Regions from separate parts of the Hordeum vulgare genome. Here region 2 is linked to region 1. A link is a contact called in public Hi-C data. All regions are on one chromosome and are shown on one strand. The core of a region is the stretch at or near the end of the contact, and the rest is flanking DNA. Distances in the headings are between cores, read along the strand shown. Region 1 holds the start of LOC123424940. Region 2 holds the start of LOC123407318.

The links. A called contact is a pair of places that touch in the nucleus more often than the background predicts.
Region 2: a contact with region 1 is called in a Hi-C map of leaf, with 5 times the contacts expected there. The contact joins the promoter of LOC123407318 here to the promoter of LOC123424940 in region 1. A contact is called at or near these places in 2 of 6 Hi-C or Micro-C datasets (leaf and seedling).

The regions. Positions count from the first base shown.
Region 1 is chr1H:75,456,833-75,463,003 of MorexV3_pseudomolecules_assembly, reverse strand. LOC123424940 reads left to right here and starts at 3,036. Exons shown (of 2, transcript XM_045108626.1): 1 at 3,036-4,346; 2 at 4,577-4,891. The coding sequence starts at 3,110. The coding sequence ends at 4,584. It overlaps LOC123407302 (a long non-coding RNA gene), which reads right to left and starts at 2,261. Exons shown (of 2, transcript XR_006612582.1): 1 at 2,016-2,261; 2 at 893-1,916.
Region 2 is chr1H:75,665,556-75,671,306 of MorexV3_pseudomolecules_assembly, reverse strand. It overlaps LOC123407318, which reads left to right and starts at 2,448. Exons shown (of 2, transcript XM_045100430.1): 1 at 2,448-3,717; 2 at 3,901-4,181. The coding sequence starts at 2,460. The coding sequence ends at 3,713. LOC123407327 reads right to left here and starts at 1,811. Exons shown (of 2, transcript XM_045100441.1): 1 at 1,176-1,811; 2 at 1-226. The coding sequence starts at 1,811. The coding sequence ends at 191.

The DNA of each region.
Region 1 (6,171 bases), core at 1,787-4,286:
CGACGAACATCGAGAAAAAAGACGAACGCAACAACCACCACCTCCTCCAACTCCACCACAACCACCACCTTCACCCACTATCCACCCCACCCCACCACCACCACCACCAAAAAAGTGGTCGACACACCACCATGAACTACCCCATCACGAGTGAGACGGATGGTTTGGCTGTACTAACCCTATACAATACAACTAAAACGGCTAGAATTTAGTGTAAAGATGAGAGAGTTTTCGGGTGGGGAGAGAAGGAAAGAGGAGAAGGAGAGAAAGAAAGAGATAAGGAGGAGGAAGGGGAGGGAGGGAGCTGGCTGGCTCAGATTGGCCACCTATCGGCCTCGCCAAGGCCAAAAGGCCTATCGGCCACGCCAGGGCCGGCTCGCCTCCAGGACGAGTGGGCGCAAGCGACGTGGCCCGGCCAATAGTCAGATACCACATGACCAACGGGGGGCTAATCGGCCACACCAAGGCCGACAGGACGCACTCGGCTACGGCAAGGCCGACTGAAGCCAGCCGGCTTCGATCAGGCCGAGGCCGTTATATTTTTCAAAAATTTCAAAATGACACAATATTTTTCAAAATCAATAAAAAACAATATTTTAAAAAATTAGCAATAAACTGCGCACTATAATTAGTATTCTTGCTTCTGAAATTCTATCAACAATGTAGAGAGAAAACAAGAACTTCATACGTTTTTAGAACCATAAGCATAGGTACTTAAAATATGATGTAAATGTTCTCATGGCTACAAAATCATCATCAACATTCATAGGTTCATTGACACATGAGGAGCATCCGTGTAAATCTCATTTGGTTGTTGAAGCGGAAAAACATGGAACTGTGAATCAACAATGGACAGAAAGCATCACCTTTTAAATACATTAATGCACAAAAATAAACGCTAAGATGCTTTGAAATTTTCATCATCAAGGTTTAAAACCACAGTAACTCATGCTTAGATTGGCAGCAATGTTTTTTCAAAACCATAGTAATCCGAAAATTCAGTATGCCAGCAGAACTTCCCGTAGACGTCTATTTGATATTTTTCCCAATGCACGGGAGTTGGTACAACTTGAGGCTCAACTATAGAACATGTCGTTCTTCTCCTTGGCAAGATGTGGTATCTAAAAGTGTATCATATTTGCATCCAAAACAGAGTGAATTGAGACCCTACCACCGGGCTCTTTATTTTTCAACAATATGGAAAAAGAATCACATCCCAATCTACATTTCAACCTGCATTAGCATCCCAATGTCATATTGTAAAAAAAACACAAAAATCAAGGTTAAAAAATAGCTGATGAAGCACACTCATATTAGCATATGCTGCTCAACCCTGTGTATATGTTTTGTAGCTCTATTATCCTTGCTAGCTTAATGTTGCAGATGATCTTTTTGAAAGAACCAAATATATAGACATGCATCCATGAGAATTTACATTTCAACCTCCACTAGCATCGTTGTGTGATACTTAAAAGAACACGCAAAAATGGCATGGTTCCACTTTGCCCTAGTTGCCACTTAATTAGTTAGCTAACCACAAACTCATATTACCATATAGGAATACTCCTCAACTCCACAAAAATGGACACCTTAGTTTTGACTGCCTGAACGTACCTGCGTGTAAAACGGCTCTGCCATACCATGCATGTCAAGTGCAGATTATAAGATTACCCTGATTCCATGATTATCTGCTCCTGTCAGCTGCTAATTAATCTAAGAAAATATACAATATAGTGGTCGTCGGGAGGCAAGAAGAGGGAGATAGAATCAAGAGCTTATTGATAATGGTGGCATCGTCCAAGCCGGCGGCTGCACATCACAAGAAAAGTCGAATCTACAATCTCCGTCCACACCGGCGCAAGGCACAACTCGAAGGGATCCGGGTTTAGAAGATGCTATATTAGATGCGGACATGGCTGGAGACAAAAGATGAATGAATCATGGGTTAGAAGATGGACTCGCTATAAACATCCGCTTCAGGTGACAATTCGAGTCGAGTGAGAGAAAAAACGAACCTGGTGTGCCGATCTGCTCCTCTCTTTGTTCCTCTGGTGTCAGGAAAGAACCGGACGGTTGTGTATGGGCGGCTGGGCGACGGAGATAGGCGCGTCTAGGGCGGCGGCTGGGCGATTGGGTGTCAGAGAGAGGCGCGTCGAGGACGGGAGCGGCTGGGAGGCGGAGAGAAGATTGTCGAGGGCATCGGTTGGGCGACTGGGCGGCCTGATTGTAGCCCCTTCTGTTTTTTAGGCGATCCACGATGAGAAAATCATTGGCGTGATTTTAGGAACGGAACAGCGGCATCAGGCTTGTTTGTTTACCGGGATTAGACTAAAAAAAAATCTCTTTTAGTCCCTATGTAATCAAACTAAAAGAAGTTTTTTTTAAGGAACTAAAAAAAGACTCTACTAGAAGGACTTTTTTTAGTTCCTGGAACTAAAAGAAAATCTAGTCCTTTAAAAACAAACACCCCTCAATCGATCATGGGACGTATAGAGCAGAACATCGGATCCAAGCCGTTAGATGGTGTGGCAGACCGTCGAAGTCGCGTAGACTCTTGGATTGCATCAGGTGGAATTGATGTGAGGATACCGGTTGGTATGTACTCCATCCGTTTCAAAATATAAGACCTTTTAGAGGTTACACTAAAAGACTACATATGAAGTAAAATAAATGAATTTATATTTTAAAATATGTCTATGTACATCCGTATGTAGTTCATAATGCAATATTCAAAAGGTCTTATATTTAGAAATGAAGGGAGTATACATTATTGTTGGTGGCTCTAAAAAAACTATAGTTTGCTCTTTTAATAGTTAGTATAGATGATAGGATTTTTTCATTAATTCTAGGCTAATGTCTTTTTCACTTTGAAATGTAAAACCATTCATATAAATTGAAGGGCCTCGAAGAAATTTTTTCTATAAAATTCCTATAGTTTGGAATTCATATACAATAATTCAAAAGCCAAATCTAACATTCGGATTTTAGTATTTCCGTGATGAAAAGGCTGACCGGTTTCAGAAAAAAGGCAGAAAAAAGCGAGGCTTTCCATAAACTTTAAGGAAGGGCCCGTCGGTTGCTCGCATTCCGATCCCCATCCTGCGTCGCCATGGCACTCACGGCTCCGGTCGCCGACACCATCGTCGTCCTCGGCGACGACCTCCTGCGGGAGGTTTTCCTCCTCCTCCCCACCCCAGCCGACCTCCTCCGCGCGGCGCTCGCCTGCAAGCCCTTCCTCCACGCCGCCCGCAGCGCCCGCTTCCTCCGCCGCTTCCGCCGCCGCCATCCCTCAACCTGCCCGCTCCTCCTCGGCTGCTTCATCCACCGCCCCAGTGAAGACCGCTGCATCGAAGACCCTAGCCCTCTCTTTCTCCCCGCTTCCCCTCTCGCCGCCACGCGCCGCGTCGTCGAGGGCGGCGACTTCGCGCTCTCCTTCCTGCCCGACCGCGGCTCGTCGGGCCCCGACCCGTGGAAGTTCGTGGACAGGCGCAGCGGCCGCCCCCTGCTGTGGGATCTGGCGTCCGCGGAGCAGCCCGTCGCGGATCCGTGGAAGGTCTTGGACTGCCGCAACGGCCGCCTCCTGCTGCGCAATCGGGTGTCCCGGGAGCTGGCCGTCGCCGATCCTCTGACCCGGCGCTGGGCCTCTCTCCCCGCGCCCCCGGCCGAGCGCCCCGTGGGGTACGGCCTCGTCACCGACGACGGCAGCTTGTCGGCGTTCCAGGCGTTCTGCGTTTCAGAAGACGGCGGCGGCTCCCCCGGGCTTCGCGCCCAGGCCCTCTCCTCCGGCGAGCTCCGCTGGGCCGACGCCGCTGTTCTCGCGGGCCAGCACAATCTCGAGGACTCCCGGGCGATGCAAGCCAATGGGTCGCTGTACTGGAAGCTCAAGGGCGGGGAGCGCATGGTCGCGCTCAACACGGAGACGATGGAGTTCTCCATGCTGGACCTCCCCGATTTCGCGCGGCAGTTCAGCTTCGACGTCATTGAGAAGGGGGGCGACGGGGCTGGCGGGATCTACCTGCTCACCATGCTCGGGTTCTGCGTAGAGGTTTGGGGCGGCTGGGATGATGGCAGCGGTGTGCTGACATGGACTCTGGTGGAGAAGTCGGTCAGGTTCCAAAGGGCAATGGCGGAGATGATTGGTTCATCACAATTTTACCGACATGGGCTGAATGTCATTGGTGTTGTTGCTGGTGTGGTCTTCTTGCGCAATAAGGATTGTTTGCTCTCCATTGATCTGGAAACAATGAAGCTGAGGATGTTGGCTCGGAAAGACAAGTGCCCATCGGCCCTGATGTATCCTTACACTATGGCATGGCCGCCTTCATGCCTGAACCCCACTGAACAAGGTGCTTGATAAGATGGTAGCCCTACCTACTATGCAAATTTTGGCCAACAATCTGATCATAAGAAATATTTGAACCAAACAATTCAGTTTATAACTGCTTAACATTTTCTTGGTTGCTTTAGCTTTTGCGGACATAAAAAACCCATGCTGCTTTACACTTAAAACTTACTTCGTTTGCTTCTTGGTTGCGTGAAATCTTCTGATATGCTGAATACCCTGATTTTGCTGCAGGAATGTGAGTCTCACTACAGCTTATGGTGACAATAAGGTTTCGTGCAGAGGTAACCAAGAGGAAGGAATCCGATCATCTATACGATGATTGCGGCGTCACGTAACCAGTCTAACCATGCCTAAATTTCTGAACCTCGTATGATGTAATTAGTTAGTCTTATGGTCTTTGTATGTGTGTGGTCACTATAATCCGACTTTGCAATCTTGGGAATGCGCTATGTAGCATCCTTCCTTCGTGATTGTTGTACCAGTTCATCTGTCTGACCGTCTCCTGAAATATGTGTGATACAATCCTAGTCGGGGTTGGAGTGTATCTATCATCTGCTTTATACTCCAATACTTACTTTGTTCGCATCTTGGTTGGGTGAAATCTTCTGATATGCTGAATACCTTAATTTTGATTTTGGTCCGGGAAAGTGAGGCTCACTACAGCTTATGATGACAAAAGGGGTTTTGTGCAGAGGTAATGAAGAGGAAGGAATCCGATCATCCATACGAATTCCTGAAGGATGATTGCGCCGCAACCAGTCTAACCGTGCCTAAATGTCGGAACCTTGTATGATGTAATTAGTTAGTCTTGTGGCCTTGGTATGTGTATGATCACTCTATAACCCGACTTTGTAATCTGGGAATGCAGTATGTAGCGCGCTTCCTTCCTGATTGTTGTATTGTACCAGTTCATCTGTCTCCTCAAACATGTGTGATCCAATCCTGGTTCTTGGAGTTGGAGCGCGTCTCCTTCCATACAGATGCATGTATTATATCTCCGTCTAATAAATGGGCTTCCATAATCATGCATAGGGTAGAAAGTGAAGACTGAAGAGCTAGCTAGGCCATGGCAGCGAGTGTGGTGAGCCTGTGACTATTTGAAAAAAACGAAAATCCTAAACTTTCTATATTGTGAAAGAAAAAAATCCATATTTTTTAGAGCGGCTATTTGTATCTAAACATTCCATGTGTATTTTTATTTGTATGTACCATGGCATTTTCTATGTATTTTTTACTGCCCCAATGTCAATTTTTATTAAGAGCATGGCATTTAAATAATTAGTAGCATGACATTTTTACTATTAAGAGGATGGAAGTTTTATTATCATTAAGACATGGCATTTTTGTTATTGCTAACATGGCATTTTTAATTTGTCAAGAGCATCACATTTTTATAATTAAGAGCTTGGTATTTTTTTTATTAATAACAGGGCATTATTAACATGTGGCAGTTTTGATATTGAGAGCATGGCATTTTTATTATTTGTTGGCCCGGCATTTTATTATAAAGAGGATGACATTCTTCATGTTGAGAGGATGGCATTTTTGTTTTTTTATTAATTAGCAGTTTTTTAGCTTATCCAAATAAAATATTTTTATATAGAGGATGGCAGTTTTATAAAATAGCAGGGGAATTTTCATATATTTTTTCTGAGCATTGCATTCTTATAAATTTGTGTGTATTCTATTTATTGATAGCATTTTCATCTAGAAGATGCCGGTTTTTAAGTTTAGCATGGCAAAAATAATCTAGACCACTTGACTTTTTTTGTTTTAAAGTTGTAATGTGGAAATTTTAAACAAATAGAACACTTTAACTGGGCCTT
Region 2 (5,751 bases), core at 1,199-3,698, 210 kb before region 1:
AGTTGAACCACCTCGTGATGATTCTAACCTTCAAAAATCTCCACGTGCAACAACTGAACTATCAACAGTGTGGTGCCTTGTATTGTACATTGCCGAGACATTTACAGTCCCCTGCATCATCATCATTACAGGTGTTCTGATGTGTACTTGAGCATATTGAATGTGTTTCAGCACCGCAGACCCAGTACAATTACACTCTAAACCTGTACAAAAACCCATCATAAATCTGCAGAAAAAAGAAGGGTATAACCTTTGGTATACGAAAAGGATATCTGAAGTACATGTACTACTAAATGACAAACATATAGCCACAAACAGTATATCATATTGAAATTTAAGAGGAGTGTTAGCTTTTAGCCCAAGCAGTCAATCAGACCAACAAATATCAGATACACACAATTGGGATGTTTTGCCAATTCATCTCATGTACCTCCTTTTTTTGTTTCCTTCTTGCGAATCTTACACAAGATTATAACCTGCATGTGTATATGTACATAATCAAGCTAGATGACTCACACTCGTACACACTCCACAGAATCACCTTGTCCAAGTCATACATGTCAACTAACACATAGCTAGGTAGGACCAAACCAGACACGACTATTATTTCAACAATCTCCCCCTAAGTAATACTTCGTATGGCAGAATCAATCAGCCAAACAATCACGCATACACAAGATAGGCATATTTCAGCAAAGACAGCTCAGGTGCCTCTGTTTTTTTCCCTTGTTTCTTTCTCAAAACAGCACACAACATTGCAACCTGCATGTGTATGTATGCACAATGAAGCTACACAACCACTCTCGTACACAGACTCGCCTTCCGTACACGTCAATTAGGACATAGCAAGGTAGGACTCGACATGCCACGATCAGATTCGACAAACACAGCTCCTAGCAGGACATAGCTAAGTATTGATTATACCAACAATGAACACACAAGTACGGCACAATCCGACTTGACAAACATCATTCGTAGCGGGACACGACTTGATTGTTTTCAACAATGAGCACAACCAATTACAACAACAAGCAAATGGCCATCATTCTACAACAAAATCATCCATGCATAAGCTAAGCTTCCTTATGTATAAGATACATCATCCCACTTTGGAGGATTATCTATCGTCAACAGAAAACACAGTATGATTTGAGATGGGAATCCAACATTGGTACCTGAGGCTTCATAAATCTCCCCAGAGTCCCAATCTCGAACTCGAACCCGTCTTCGTCTTCATCCGACCCATCCGCACCGTCAGCCCTGACACCGACCGCACTGGCGGCGACGGCACTTCCAGTGGCCGCCGCGACCGCCGCAACCACCTCCTCGAGGGAATCCCTTTCCCCGACACCCTCCAAGGCTACCCCGCAGCCCTCGGCAGCCCTCTCCGCAGCGAGCCCCGCCTCCCCCTCGTGCAACGCGGCAGGCGTTGGCGACGCAGTGGCCCCCTCCCAGTTCCGGCGTCGGGCACCCTCCGCGCGGAACGACACGGGAATCTGCCGCGACAGCTGCTGCACGACGCCGCCGATGGAGCCGCCGAGGTCGGAGCCCGCCTGCCCGAGCCGGCCGCCGATCTCGACGAAGGAGGCGACGGCCACGGCGGGGAGGTCGACGCCCCCGCCGCCGACGAAGGGCACGGCGAGGAGCTCGATGTCGAAGGGGATGAGCTTGAGCGGCAGCGGCGGGGCGGGCCACGGGTGCTGCGGCGGCTGCACGTGGAGGAGGAGGCCCGAGACGCCCTGCGCGAGCCTGTAGGCCAGGTCCTGCCCGTGCCGCTGCACGCCCAGCAGCGCGTCCAGGGAGATCTCCATGGACTACGGCGAATCCCGTGATGCTTGCAGGGGACGTACGACTGGGCAGATGGTCCTGATGAGAATCCCGTGATGCTGGTGGCTGGATGGTACCGTGATTACAGGGGACGTTGCTGGGCATTTTCTCCTCTCTTTTTTTCTTGCGTGATTGGAAGTTTCGTTGGTGGAGTATGTTCAGCCAATTATAATTGCTAAGTACACCCAGCAGACGGTGAATTAACGAGGGCTGTTAGATTAAGATCTGTGGGATTAATCGTGGGGTGCTGATTGATTTTTTTTTTGTGGGATGTTTGATGGGGTGTCTGTAGTGTAATTCTTGTTCGATTGTTTAGTAGTACTTCCTTCTTTCCTAAATATAAGTCTTTGTAGAGATTTCACTAGTGGACTACATACGGATGTATATAGACATACTTTAGAGTGTACATTCAAGCATTTTGCTTCGTATGTAGACATCTAATGAAATCGTTTAAAAGACTTATATTTAGAAAACGGAGGGAGTAGTATAGATGCATGTTGCTTCTGAGTAAATCTCTCAGCTTCAACTCGATTTGTTTTTGCTGGGCCGTTATACAATTATAGGCAAATATTTACCGGGCTTAAATGAAACCTGAGCGGTTAAATTGCAAGGCATGCCAATCAGCATCCAGCATGCAACCTGGTCCAAGGCCGCCGAAACGAGCGCGTCGTAGTGGGAAACTGGGGAACGTCCCTTTCCCCGTCCGTTCCAGGCGCCACATGGCTCCGGCGGCCGCCTCCACCGTCGACGTCCTCGGCGACGACCTGCTGCAGGAGGTCTTCATCCTGCTCCCGGCACCGGCCGACCTCCTCCGCGTCGCCCTCGCCTGCCGCCCATTCCTCCGCGCCGCCCGCAGCGCCGCCTTCCTCCGCCGCTTCCGCCGCCGCCACCCCTTCACCTGCCCGCTCCTCCTCGGCTGCCACCTCCACCGCCCCGGCGAGCGCCGCGGGAACAGCGCCCCCCACCTGCTTCCCGCGCCCCCCGCCGCCGCCACGAGCCGCGTCGCCGAGCGCGGCGACTTCGCCCTGTCCTTCATCCCCCGCCGCGGCCGGCCGGGCGCCGCCGGTGCCGGCACCCCGTGGCAGATCCTCGACTGCCGCAACGGCCGCCTGCTGCTGCGCAACCGGTCGTCGTCCCAGGACCTCGCCGTCGCCGACCCGCTGGCCCGCCGCTGGGTCTCGCTCCCCGCGCTCCCCGGCGACCACCCCGTGGGGTACGCCCTCGTCGCCGACGACGGCGACTACTCGGTGTTCCAGGCGGCCTGCATTTCCCGGGTCGGCGACACCACGGAGCTGCGCGCCTTCGTCCTCTCCTCCGCCGACCTCCGGTGGGCGGACGTGGGCGGCCTCGCGCAGCAGCCCAGTCTCGCGGCCTCCCGGGCGATGCAGGCCAACCGGACGCTGTACTGGAAGCTAACGGGCGGGCAGCACATGCTGGCGCTGAACACGGCGACGACGGAGCTCGCCGTGCTGCCGCTCCCCCCTTTCCTGCGGGAGCTCAGCTTCGACGTCATCGAGAAGGGGGAGGACGGCGCCGGCGGGCTCCATGTGCTCACCATGCGTGGCTTCTGCATCGAGGTTTGGGCCGGCCAGGACGACGGCGCCGGTGGCCTGGCGTGGACGCTGGTGGACAAGTCGGTCAGGTTCCACAGGGCGATTGCAGAGATGATTGGCTCGGAACACTTTTACCATCTCACACTGGATGTCATCGGGGTGGCTGCTGGTGTTGTGTTCTTGCGCAATGGCAGTTGTCTCTTCTCCATTCATCTCGAGACCATGAAGATGACGAGGCTGTCTCTGAACGAGGGTTGCCCGTCCCCGCTGATATACCCTTACACGATAGCGTGGCCGCCGGCCTTCTTGAAGCCTACTGAAGAAGGTGCTTGATAAGGTGATACACGGTTACAATGTGCTGAATGTCTCTTGCAAGATTTGATCAATGATGATGTGCTTAACTGCTTATAGAGAATGTTTAAACCAAACAGTTTAGTTAACCTTCTGCTATCTAAAACTTTCTTTGTTTGCTGCTTGGTGGATTCTTATGATATGCCTGAATACCCTGAATTTTCTGCAGGAATGTGAAGCTACATTCAGGTTATGATGATTAGATTGTGTGGCAGAGCTGATGCCGGAGAAGGATGTATTTGATCATCCATACGAATTCTTGAGACATGATAGCCATGAACCTGCTCTAGCTGTGCTTACATGTTTTAGCCTCGTATCATGTAATTATTTGTGCTTGCATTCTTAGTTGGTGTGTTATGTTCTGCCACCATTACGTGTATGGTCACTTAATTTCACTCAGTTGCCTGAGATTATAATTTCAGAATATAGTATTTAGCATGCTTTTGTGAATGTTATGCCGGAGCTTTTATATTGCTTGCACGATCATTATATATCCTGTCAATTTCCGTATCAGTTCATCCAGCTCCATAATTTTGGTGCTTAACTTAAGGCTGTCGCGAGACAATTCCGGCTGAAGTTAGAGTCTGGCTCCTCTGATACTGATGCGTGAATGCTGGATAGTCTTACTTTTCTTCCTATGACATGCTGAATGAAGAAACTGAAGACTCAAGAACTAGGCCTAGTGTCATCAAATGCTGTTATAACGGTGAAGTTTCAGAATTCTTTATCGGTTGGTGTTAGTGTGTTTTATTTTATTTATCACTTCTCTGAGGTGTGCCATGGATGGAGATAGCAGCATGATGATCCAGGTTTATTTCTTTAGTTAATCTGGATTGAAGGTTTGTAGGCAAAAATGTAGCGAGATTTCTGAGATAGATTATACTTGGTTTCTATCATGTTCGAACATATTGGGCGACTACAGTTCTAGTTCAGGTTTTGAGTGTGGTTTACCTGATGCAAATGCCTGATAGTCGATCTAACTGTGCATCCAAATTCCAGCGTCATGCACATGGAAGAAGCTGAAGCTGAAGCTGAAAAACTAAATTGGCCTATGCCAGTGAGTGCCGTTACAAGGTGAAGCCGGATCATTTGTTCTATCAACTCGTGTTAGTGCCTTTTTCTCTTCTCCCATGACACTTTAGGACTTGCTGGAGATGGCAGCCTCAGGTTAGTTTGGGGTTGTTTCTTGAGTTTATCTGGGTTGGGGGTTTTGTTGACAAATACACTTATTTCGCAGAGACACGCGTTATCCCTATTTATTTATGCGTCCGCTAAAATGATAAGTGCGAATATAGTAATTATAGTTGGTGTCAGGGTGTGTTTTGTTCTGCCACCATTATGTTTATGTGGGTTGGAGGTTTTGTTGATGGTGAATATAGTAAAAAAATTTGTCATCGGTGACGTCACAACAATGGAGAATAATTGAATCACGGATCTTGAATAACTAATAGTCAGTTATGAGGGATACTGGTTTTAGTGGGAGCGTACTCTAAAATCAATATAGTTAGTTATGAACAATGTCTAAGAGTATGTGGATTATAGTAGCATAATATTTATGGTATTTTAATTATAGTAGTAGAGTATTTATGGCACACGTTTTTCACCTTTTCAGTCGAACTTGATTAGTTGTTTACAATATTTGGTGAAAACTTTATGATTGGTACCGTAATGTGAGGATTGTCCTCAAGAGTGTCGAGATTCTTTTTGTCCTATTTCATACTTTGGAGTTTAGATGATTTCGCACTAATACTAAGGATGATGTGATTCACGTCCTTCGATTCAAAATCTAGAATTACATCACAACACTATGCTTTCATGAGACCCAAACTTCAAAATGCTTGGGATAGTTATGTCATAGTCATGGAGCTGAAATATGTGTTCAGAAACAAACAAAACCTAAAAGATATAAGATATTTGAAGCAATATTTGATTGCAAGTACAAGTGAAGTGTTCATCGGGCCCACGGAAGAACAACTGTCACGGGGTCCGCACTCGAACTCCTGGGAAGACCGCGACGAGA